2 separate regions of the Gossypium hirsutum genome follow, and region 2 is linked to region 1. A link is a contact called in public Hi-C data. All regions are on one chromosome and are shown on one strand. The core of a region is the stretch at or near the end of the contact, and the rest is flanking DNA. Distances in the headings are between cores, read along the strand shown. Region 1 has its middle 14 kb from the start of LOC121210789. Region 2 has its middle 24 kb from the start of LOC121211386.

Region 1 (5,820 bases), core at 1,371-3,870:
CAGCAGGTCTATGGAATTTTATGAGAATTAGAGTGCAAGTGGATGTCCGAAAACCTTTGAAGAGACGGAAGCGATTACTGGTTGCTAAATTGAAAGAATTTTGTGTCAGTTTTAAATATGAAAAGTTAAAAACTTTTTGTTTCTTATGTGGACGTCTAGGACATGGAGAAAGCTTTTGTTCGATTCAAATGTATCATGGGAGTAAAGATTTACTGATGGGAAGGGATATTTCCTTAATTGCTCTTCCTCGACGAGCGGTGGTAGGTGGGAGTCTTTGGCTTAGGGATTCCGTTACAGATTGGGGAGTAATGGCAGGGGCATCAGGATCAAATTCAGGGAGCGATTTTAGGAATCAACATATTCCTAATTTGATGCGCATTTATGAAGCAAATTTGGGGTTAAACTTGATGGGTAAGTCTTTTCCCCCCCAAGGCAATAGCATTAATGAAGAGGATTTTATGGATGATGGATCAATGAATGAGGAAGGGCCTATTCTTGTCAATGAAGGAAAAAAAATTGAGGCCCAATTTTGTGCAGGAAGTTGCAATTCAAAGCGATTCTTCTGAAAGGCATAGGGAACGGACGAACTTTTATCAAAATGAGATATCAGCTGAACCTGGGGAGCGGGTCAGCCGAATATTATGAAAATTTTAAGTTGGAACGTCCGTGGACTGGGGAATCCATGGTTGGTCCGACGTGTTCAGCATTTTCTGAAAAAAATCGCCCCCATATTTTTTTCTTTATGGAAATTAAAGTTGATAGAAGTAGAATGGAAAGAATAAGGAGAAAGTTCAGGTATCAGAATGGAATTGAGGTTGCGGCCAATGGTACTAGGGGTAGTCTTTCTGTTGGATGGACTAATGAGGTTGATATTCGACAATTGGGTTATAATGACAATTGCATTGATGTTATGGTCATTAATAACAAAAATAGACCTGATTGGCGTCTTACTGAGTTTTACAGAGCTCCTGATGTTAGAGATAGAATTGGTTCTTGGAATCTGCTTAGAAACCTCAGTCATAATTTTTCGGAAGCATGGGTCGTGTTGGGTGATTTTAATGAAATATTATCTAATCAAGAGAAATGTGGAGGAAGACTTAGAGGGGAAAAACAAATTGAAGCTTTCAGAGATGCTTTGGATTATTGTGGACTCACGGATCTTGGTTACCAGTCGTTGGTATACTTGGGAAAGGGGGAATTTTGAGTCTACCAATATTCGAGAAAGATTAGATAGAGGAGTTGCGAATTTCCAATGGTATAATTCTTTCTCTAATTATAAGCTTGTTCATTTACCAAATTCGACTTCGGATCATTGCCCTATTTTCCTTGATTCTGATTTTTTTTGCTAATGATAAATATGTAGTTAAGAATCGAGATTTCCGATTTGAAAAAATATGGTTATTGGAAGTCATGTTATGCTGAAGTTAAGTTTTTGTGAGAATTGAATAAGCATCTTAATGTTCCGAAGCGTCTCCATGCTGTTGGCAAAGGTCTCAGTAGATGGGCAATGAGGATTAGGAGGGAGAAATATGGTAAAGTGATTTCTTTTAAAAGCAGATTGAATACTCTTGACAACACCCCTCCTAATGACGAGACCTTGGAGGAAATTATTGAAGCTAAGCTAGATCTTAATCTGGAAATAGATAAAACCAAAATGTACTAGGAACAGAAGGCCCGATCTAATTGGCTTAAGAATGGGGATCATAATATAAAATTTTTCCACAGTCTTACTTCTAACAAACGCCGTATGAATAAGATCATGAGACTCAAATGTGAGGATGGTTCGGTTATTACTGAGGAAGATGAGATGATGAAGACGACAGTCAGCTATTTTAAGGAATTATTTACTAGTTCTTGGCAGAGGGATGATGATAATACGTATGGAGGAGTTTCCTCAAGAATGTCTCCATCTATGAATGAAAAACTATTGCGTGAGTTCAAGGTTGAGGAAATCAGAGAGGCTCTTTGGGAGATAGAGCCGACTAAAGTGCCAGGAGTTGATGGTTTTCATGTTATTTTCTTTCAAAAGTTCTGGCACAAAATCGGACAGGATGTAGCGAAGTTTTGTTTACAAGTCATTAATAGGGAGACTTCACTTCATGAAGTTAATTCTACCAAGATTATTCTCATTCCCAAAGTAAGTGATGCAGATATGATGTCTCTATTTCGCCCTATTAGTCTATGTTCAGTCTTATACAAAATAATTTCTAAGACCATTGCTAATAGATTGAAATTGGTTTTGGACCAATGCATTGATCATGCTCAAGGAGCGTTTGTGCCGGGTAGACTAATCTTAGATAATGTCCTTGTGGCATATGAAATTTTACATGCTTTGAAAAAGAGGAGAAAAGGGAAAAAAAGGTTTTTTTGCGTTAAAGCTTGACATGAGCAAAGCTTACGATAGAGTGGAATGAGGTTTTTTAGAAGGAATGATGAAGCATATGGGTTTTGCGTCGGAATGGATTAGTTTGATAATTTATTGTATCTCCTTGGTGTCTTATACTGTCAATTTCAATGGGTCCTCGAGTGAGAATTTTTTCCCTCAAAGTGGACTACATCAAGAGGATCCTTTAAGCCCCTACCTTTTTCTGATTTGTACGGAGGGCTTATCAGCTTTATTAGATTCTGCTGTTCAGACATGCAACTTAAGAGGGGTGAAAGTTTGTAGAGGAAGCCCTGCTGTCACTCACCTATTTTTTGTTCATGACAGTATTATTTTTGGCGATGCAAACGATACAGGAGGGCGGGTTTTGATGGATATTTTGAAACGTTATGAAACTGCGTTAAGGCAGAAGATAAACCTTGATAAGTCACAGATTTTCTTCAGCTCAAATGTCTCTGATATTTCTTGTAGTCGTTTGGTGCAGATGTTAGGAGTTCGGCGATCACTATGTATGGAAAGATATTTGGGTCTCTCTACGATGGTTGGGAGGAAAAAGAAGGATGTGTTTCAACATATTTGTGATAGGATGAGGATGAAAGTTCAGAGTTGGGGAGATAGACTTCTTTCTCAAGGTGGAAAAGAAGTTTTTATTAAAACGGTCCTTCAAGCTATTTCTACATACTCGATGTTGTGTTTCCTGTTTCCTAAGACGTTGCGTATGAAGCTTGAAAGTATCATGAGTAGGTTTTGGTGGCAAAAAAGTTCAACTTGAAATGGAATGCACTGGTGTAACTAGGCTAATCTCAGTATCCCTAAAAATTGTGGTGGTATGGGTTTTAGGGATCTTGGCAAGTTTAATATTGCCTTTTTAGCGAAACAAGGTTGGAGGTTAGTTACTAATCTGAATTCTTTATTGGGACGTATTTATAAAGCTAGGTACTATCCCCATACCTCATTTTGGAATGTCACATTAGGCACTAATCCGTCGTATACTTGGAAGAGTATTTTTGCGGCCAGAAAGGTTTTAGAAGATGGTTTGGGCTAGAAAGTGGGATCAGGTTCCCAAATATCAATTTTGCAAGATTGTTGGTTACCTCGTTGGGCAGGGGGAAAAATTCACGCTACTCCTGCAAACAGCATGTTTGACAAAGTGTCAGAGCTTATTGATTATTCTACTAAGTCCTGGAAAGTGGATTTAAATAGTAGGTGTTTTACCCCTTTGGAAGCTATTGTAATCTGTTGCATTCCTCTTTCGGTTTACAACTCTAAAGATAGAATGGTGTGGTTTGCTGATAACTTTGGCAGGTATACGGTTCGTAGTGGGTATCGCTGTCTTGTTGGTTCGCGGGTTGAAGACGCTATGAATACTGACTCTTCAGGAGTTTACAAAAATATTTGGGAATTAAATCTTCCCCCAAAGATCAGAATCGCTGTTTGGCGATTTACAAAAGATTATATTCCTGCTACTGTTAATCTATACAATAGACGTTTTAGCTCTTCCCCAAGTTGCCCTAGCTATGGTGAAGCCTCGGAGAATTTCATGCATACTCTCCTAGTTTGTGGACCTGCGAAAGATGTTTGGCAATCAATGGGAGTTGACTAGTCAAATTTCAATGAGAGTATGGATTTTTGTACCTAGCTCAACTTGGTTTTTCAAGACAGAAGGCATGATTTTGGTGAAATTGCTACAACCACAGCCTGGGCACTCTGGCAAGCCCGAAATAAACGCACAATGGAGGGAAAGCGACAATCAGCCGAAGATATCTGCTCTCTTACTTTCAGTATTATAAAGGAGATGTGTAAGTTGAAAGAGAGAATACCTGCTCCGGTGAACAAAATGAATCCCATTTGGATGCCTCCTCAAGAACCTTTTGTTAAGGTAAATTTCGTTGCTGCATTTAGAATAACTCTTCGTCAGTCATCTTCTGGTTTTATTATCAGAAATTCTAGGGGTCAGGTGATGGGATACGGAACCATTTTTAATAAGTTTGTCTCAGATTCGTTCACTGCTGAGGCTATAGCCTGCCTTCAGGCTCTGGATTTCGCTAGGGATATGGGTTTTACTCATGTGCAAATGAGGGTGATTCTAGAACTACGATTGCTAAAATAAACCAAGTTCTTCCAGATTTTTCAGACATGAGGACTTACATCGAAGAAATAAAGATACAAGCAAGTTCTTTTCAGTGTATTTCCTTTTAGCATGTTGACAGACGAGCGAACATGGTGGCTCATATGTTAGCAAAAGAGAGGATGTTGATTTCGGAAGATAGTTTCTGGGTACAGGACTTACCGGTAGTGGCAGAAGTTTACTTGGCCAGAGATCTTGTGGGCATGACTTCTTAGTCTTGAAGGGTGCTCTGTGTGGGGTTTTTGGCTGGAGAAATTTTTGGGTTTTTCTTGATCTGCTGTTGAGATAGAAGTGGGTATTGATTTGTCGTTCCATCTTTCCCACTAAGTTTTACCGAGAGTTAAGTTGTTTTTCCTCTGTAGTGCTTTACAGCTAAGGTTGGTTTATTAGTTTTATCATTTGTTTGGTTTTTTGTATTTGACTCTTTATTTTTTTTATTTCTAATAAATCTCTCGGTGTTTACGTCAAAAAAAAATATTGAGAATATACCATATTTGTACATTATGGAGGGATTCAATGGTTGTCCACCATTTCCTCATTTTTATACAATTAATATTTAAAAAATAGGATGGATCTACTTACACAATACAAAAAATAAAATTGTTTTACACACTTTCATAACTATTTATATGGTTAATATTTTAATGATTCAACCATTATATTTTATGGTCTATTCATGTAGATCATGCATGTCAAATTTGATGTAAATTTAAAACTTCTAACTTTTTTTTATGTAAAAAAATTCAACAATTGAATATATATATTAATATATAAAGTATTTTATATCGATATGATAAAAATATCAGATCATTTCGAAAATTTACATGCATGACAAATACAATTATATTGATAAATTCAACGGTTAGATCACTAAAATATTAATCATATAAATAGTTACGGAAGTACGTAAAACTACTTTAGTTTTTACACCATGTAAGTGGATCCCTCCCCCTTAAATAATCTAATCTTCTAATTTATCAAGATATTTGTACTAGTTATACATGTAAATTTTAGATTGATCTGATATCTCTATCATATCGATTTAAAATATTGTCTATATTAATATATATTTAATGGTTTAAAGTTTCTTTTTACATACAACAACTACTTAAAATTTTTCAATTTATGTGAAACTTGACATGCATGATCTACATGAATAGAGTATGAAATATAACAGTTGGAATGTTAAAATAATTGTAGTATAAAAAATTATGAAAGTGTGTTAAACCACTTTAGTTTTACATTTTACAATGGTGTAAGTGGTTCTCTCTCCTTATCTATGCTAATATTTAAAGTTTCGATTGAGTTG
Region 2 (5,820 bases), core at 2,129-4,628, 89 kb before region 1:
ATCAGAATGGCTATCAATGTCACATAAACGCAAACTAATGTTGTTAATAAGAAATATCAAACTGTGAAACTAATGTTGTTAATAAGAAATATCAAACTGTGAAGCGAAATTCAAATTTAAATACCAACTAGATTAAAAAAGAATTAAGTATCAACTAAATACAAATAAAAAAATTTAGGGGTAAAATGTATTAAACATACTGTATAAGGATTATGTTTTTTTAGGAATATACTAAATATTATTTAGAAAATTAGGTTGATTTTTAAATAATTTTTAAAAAAAAATCATGGAGAAAAACCTTGATATCATATGGCGAGTTGATTGTATGTTGGCACATGTTATTTTTGAAGAAAAGAAAAATTACAACTCAATCATGAAATTAGTAAAGGTAAAATTCCACTTTGATCTTTAAAATTATAAAAATTTGATTTAATTTTTTAAAAATTATAAAGATATAGACTATAAAAAGTTAAAATTTTATTCACTCAACTAAAAAATTATTCTGGCTTCGCCCCTGGACTAGCATGATAATATTTGTAATTACAAGGGAATGACATGTGTTTTAAAAACAAGAATGATACATATTATCCAATCTGGATATTTTAAAATTTGTCCTTTTTTCTTTCTAAATAATCTAAGAAGCTGCTAAATAAATTTACTATTTGATATATTCTAAAAAGAAACCTTGGATTTACAGGGACTCCTTAAATACTTTAATGGCTAGTAATTATAATTATTATTAAAGTTGAATTATTTTATTTTTTATTTTTAAAAAAGGAATTAGGGAGGGCTTTAATGATGCACATTTTGATAATTACGAAAAAGAAAATCTTTTTGAGTCTTCGACTAATCAATAAACTACATTACAAGGTTATTATTTTTATTTTGAATCATTGTAAAAACCAATCTTTTCATATCAACTTTGATTGAAAAAAGAACAAACCCTTAACTTTCTTTTAAAATGTCTTAATCAGGCTTAAATAAAAATAAAATTTATACATGAATTATTACAATATTTTCTTCATTTTCCCTACTATTAGTATAGATTTAATTGCCCATTACTGTAAGTTGTATTTTGTGATGTTCATGTAATCAATGAATTTACAACAACATTTTTGAAACTCTATCATTTTAATTTAAAAATTTTTATGATTTTATTACACTTAAATAATTCTTTAAATTTTAATCTTTAATTGAATTATATATATATAATTCAACTTTATTTCTTTATGACCCTTTATTAAATTTTTAAAAAAAAATTGTACTTTTGGCCCCTTTCAAAAAATAATAATATTTTTAGCTTTTCTTTTCCTTTTCCTTAATTTTATTTTGGCCCAATAAAAATTCTCAAGTTTCACCCCTAAAATAATAGGCTTTTTTAAAAATTATAAAATTATAAATTAGTAAAATAATAAATTGCACTTTATCTCTCAAAAAATTATAATTTAATTTTCTAATTTCACCCTGCATAAAATAATATAAATTTTGTCCAATAAGCTCCAATACTTTGATTTACATTTACATTAACTCTTATTTCAAATGAAATATTGATTTATATTAAGAAATTTATTTTGATATAAATAAAAGATTAAAAGCTTATTTAAATATAAATTAAAGATTAACAACTTATTTGAGTGTCAATTAAAATTTAAGGATTCATTTGAATATCAATTAAAATTTAAGAGTTTATTTGAATATTTAAACTTATGTAAATAAAGTGATCATAAATACAAAAACTTATTACAATAGTCAATATCAAAATTGTGGCTACATATAAGTTTATAACTATATTACAAATACATAATAATTTTTTTCCTCCAATTTTATATAAAAAACCATTTTACTCGTTCATTTAATTTTTTTCTCTTTTAACCTTTAAACTTGCATTGTTTGTTAAATCACCCCAAATAGATTGAAAAGTTAATGTCTATTACCCTTGCTGACGCGGCATTCACGTGTATGCTACATATATCCCACATCAACAATTAATTTTTTATTTTAAAAAATATTTTATATCTTTTTAAAATTTTAAAATTTTTTAAATTCTTTTTGAAGTTTTAAATATTAAATATTAATTATTTGTTGAATATGCCACATCAAAATTAACATACATTAACTTCTCAATCAATTTGGGATAAATTGATAACAATACAAGTTGAAGGACTAAAAGAGACAAAAAATTAAATGAAAGACTAAAATGATTTTTTTTAATGAAATTTGAGAGCTAAATAAATCATTATACTTATTTAAAATTGTGATGAATTTGTTACTATGATTTTTGTTTAATTTACCATTTAGCAAGAAAGCCTAAACCAATGAAATAATTTGTGCAACAAATGTAGAGGTGTCCATGGGCTAGGCCAAACCAAAATCTTAGACCCATTTGCTAGGTTTGGGCTTTGCCTGAGCTGAAAAATGGACATAACATTTTGCCTAAGCCCAAATTGGATAAAAAATGTTAAAATTTGGACCCGGTCCAGTCGTATTAAAATTTATATTATTTATTATATAAATTTTAAAAAATATATAATACATCAAAAATACTAAAAATATTAAAATAAATGTTTCCCAACAAATTGAAAATAAATTTTTAAAAAAATTATGTATACTTAAATAATACTAAGATTGATACAACTTAACAAGTAAATACATCTAAAAAACAACATTCTTTTTGCGTATTCGAGTTGAACCCAAGCCGAAAAAATATTACCCGAGACTTGACCTATTTTTCTAAGCGAAACCTTATTTTTTTGTCCAAATATATTTTTCAAACTTATATTTTTATTTAAACTCTCTAACATTTCAGACGAGCCTTCACTCTAGCGACCATGTACAGGCTGCATGCTATACATCTTCATTATTATTATTATTATTTTATTTCGGAGATCTCTAAAATATAAATAATGTTTAGCTACATTATCAAACTGAAAAGGGTGAAGACAATGCCCCCAAATGAAGTCATGAATGGTTAGGTTTTGGCTGCAAACTCTTGAAGGTGATGTTGATAGTGGGGTTCCAAAAGCACAATGTTGCTCACCAAAATTAATCAATCAATCAATCAAGCACAGCTAGCTGCATACATGAAGACTTGTTATTATAGTGGAAATCCCTATGAAAAGTTAGGTACATGTATATAAAGTATCATTCGAAATTAAATTTTATTTTATTTTATATCGCGTTTAAAATTATCCAAAATTTAAATTTTTATGGCATAGATAAGTGGATTAGCTAAATCAAGGCTTTTGGTTCACCTAAAATTTTACTCAAAAACCACTCAAATTGGCTTTACATGTCAGCCTGGAGGATAAACTAATATATTATAGTGACCATTAGGTTGATGGTTAGATTAATACAAACAATTTTGATGTAAGGGTAAAGCTTTTCAAGTGGTCATTGTCATCTTCTGCAGCTTTTCATCAAATGCTTGTTTATTATATTAATATGCTGTTGCAGACAAAATGAATCATCATCGTATCAAGTTGCATTGTCCACGTTCCATCGTCGGTTGGTTGGTTCAATTAAGTAATTATTAATTATAAGAATGGTACATACTTGATTTTGGTATTAATATTTTATCTTTTGTGATAGATAAATAAAATTATATTTCTAAAAAATTGTATTTTTAAAGTTAATAATAAAATTAGTTCGGAATAAGTAAAAGTGTTATTTGACTTATTCCAAGTTTAGTTGGGAGGAATAGAATAGGGTTATAATGAAATAGAACTGTAACTTAATAGAGATTTAATCAGTATTTCAGTTGTTTGGTTGAATGGAATGAAATGAAATTGTAATAGTATTCTTTTATTTGGTTGAATGAAATAGATGTTGTAATGTCATAAGGAAAAAAACTTAAATGACCAAAGTACCCTTAGCAATTTTTTTTGTAGTAGATGATTATTATTATTGTTATTAAATTTTAATAAAATTATTATTATTATATATAATTTAATAAAAATAACAAATAATTTAATCATATTTTAACATAATTATTATTAAATACAATTTAATAAAATAATATATAATTTAATAACATTCTTAATACAATTATTATTAAAAATATGAATTAATAAAAATCATAATATATAATATTATAAAAGTAATTTATAACCTACATTATCATTTTTAAATTGCAATGTATATTTAATGTGCTAAAATATCATTTTTATAAATATATCATTTATATTTTTATATAATTAAATTAAAACACTTGTTCCCTTGTCAAATAACTGTAAGGAAAGTCACTCCAAGCCAATATGCTATACTATAAACAAGCATCAAAAGAGCTCATAAAATATATATTTCAAAGTTTCATCTCAAATTGGATTATCCTTCATGTTCATGAAAGCATGGCAACGACATACACATCTACACACAGAGTTCATTGTAAATACCATTCAATTTGATAGTACTAAAAAGACATCACACAATTTATTGTTGTAGAAGAGGAGGATTAGATACTTCTGCCAACAATAGTCACCATCAATTTAAACAAATAAACCTTGAACGATCAAATATGAGAAGCAAAGAAAAATAACTAATTCGTTATTTTTTATTGTATTTTTTCTGCATTTTGGCTACAACCATTCTTACAAGTCTCAAAACTCCAATTATCAAAGCCAACTTCATCTATACACAACATAACAATATACATTCAATTCCTAATCACCTTCATAAAGAAATCAAACAATATCAAACATCTAAACCTAATCGATAAAAACGAATTTATATGGGTGATAATCCTATATTTTGTTCTTTTTGTGAAGTGCAACCCTTAATCCCCATAGTGCTTGGTATGTATTTTCATGTTGGTTTGATTCACAAATTGAACTTGTGTAAACAAACTCTTATTTCAAGTATATACTGCAAATCTCATCTAAACAGTTCTATCCTCTAAATCTAACAACAACATAAGATATGTCATCTTTACTGTCTCTTTTAATTGCTTTCACAATTAGTTCTTTCAAAGCCTTCTGTGAGTCTTTAAAATTTTTTGCAATATCAACAGCCTCTTGATTACTCATCACTTGGATTAAGCATAAGCAAAAGGAAAAATAACTCCTATAAAACTATTTCCAGCTCAATAAGGAGACATCAAAGTAAAGTGTTTTAACTTCCAAAGACCATCACTTGTAAGAATTAAAATATTTGTACTGTTATCTATGTTGGTCCATTGAATGTCAGGATTTGATCGTAGATGCGATTTAAGGCTCTTGTCATCGAAAGCACATGAAACTACTAGTTGTCCATTATAGTATGCACAAACAATAAATTTAACAATCTCATCATTTTAGAAAATTAGAAACACAAGGTTGTATTTTACACAAGGAATATGATGCGTATAAATCAACCAAATTAGAAAAAATGTTACACCCCATACCCGTAACCTTCGCTGGGGCGGAGTACGAGGCATTACCTATACTTGATCTCATGCATACAAACAGTCTCAAGTCTCCGAGACTCGTTCCCGATTAAACCTTTTCAATTTCTACTTTAAACTTCTTATTATGGGCCTCTGAGCCTCAAATTGACCATTGAAAACTATTCGGGACTATACCGGGTCTTTAAACCAACTATAAAAATTTTTGTCCTTAAAACAGGGCACACGCCCGTGTGACCAACTTGACACAATCGTGCTAATGACCCGTGTGACTCACACGGCCTACAAACCTAGGGACACATCCGTGTCCTTTACTCGTGTGATATTAATTTCAAATTCAAACCTACAGGGGTTTTCACACGGCCAGACATACGCTCGTGTTTATGGCACGTGTCCTTCTCACGGGCAGGACACACTCATGTGTTATCCCGTGTGCAAAAACC

What was found. Hi-C and Micro-C count contacts between places; a contact is called where the count stands out from the background.
Region 2: a contact with region 1 is called in a Hi-C map of hypocotyl, with 2.3 times the contacts expected there. The contact joins two enhancer-like sites. A contact is called at or near these places in 4 of 34 Hi-C or Micro-C datasets (callus, hypocotyl, leaf and 1 more).

Annotation. Positions count from the first base shown.
Region 1 is chrA12:48,918,086-48,923,905 of Gossypium_hirsutum_v2.1, reverse strand. No RefSeq gene overlaps it. Among protein-coding and RNA genes, the nearest start is that of LOC121210789, 14 kb to the right of the region's middle. Within about 2 kb of position 2,620, at least 5 of the 9 cell types and tissues checked have an H3K27ac peak or open chromatin away from gene starts, as enhancers often do. A contact at or near this core is called in hypocotyl, where this site is marked.
Region 2 is chrA12:49,007,364-49,013,183 of Gossypium_hirsutum_v2.1, reverse strand. No RefSeq gene overlaps it. Among protein-coding and RNA genes, the nearest start is that of LOC121211386, 24 kb to the left of the region's middle. Within about 2 kb of position 3,378, at least 2 of the 9 cell types and tissues checked have an H3K27ac peak or open chromatin away from gene starts, as enhancers often do. A contact at or near this core is called in hypocotyl, where this site is marked.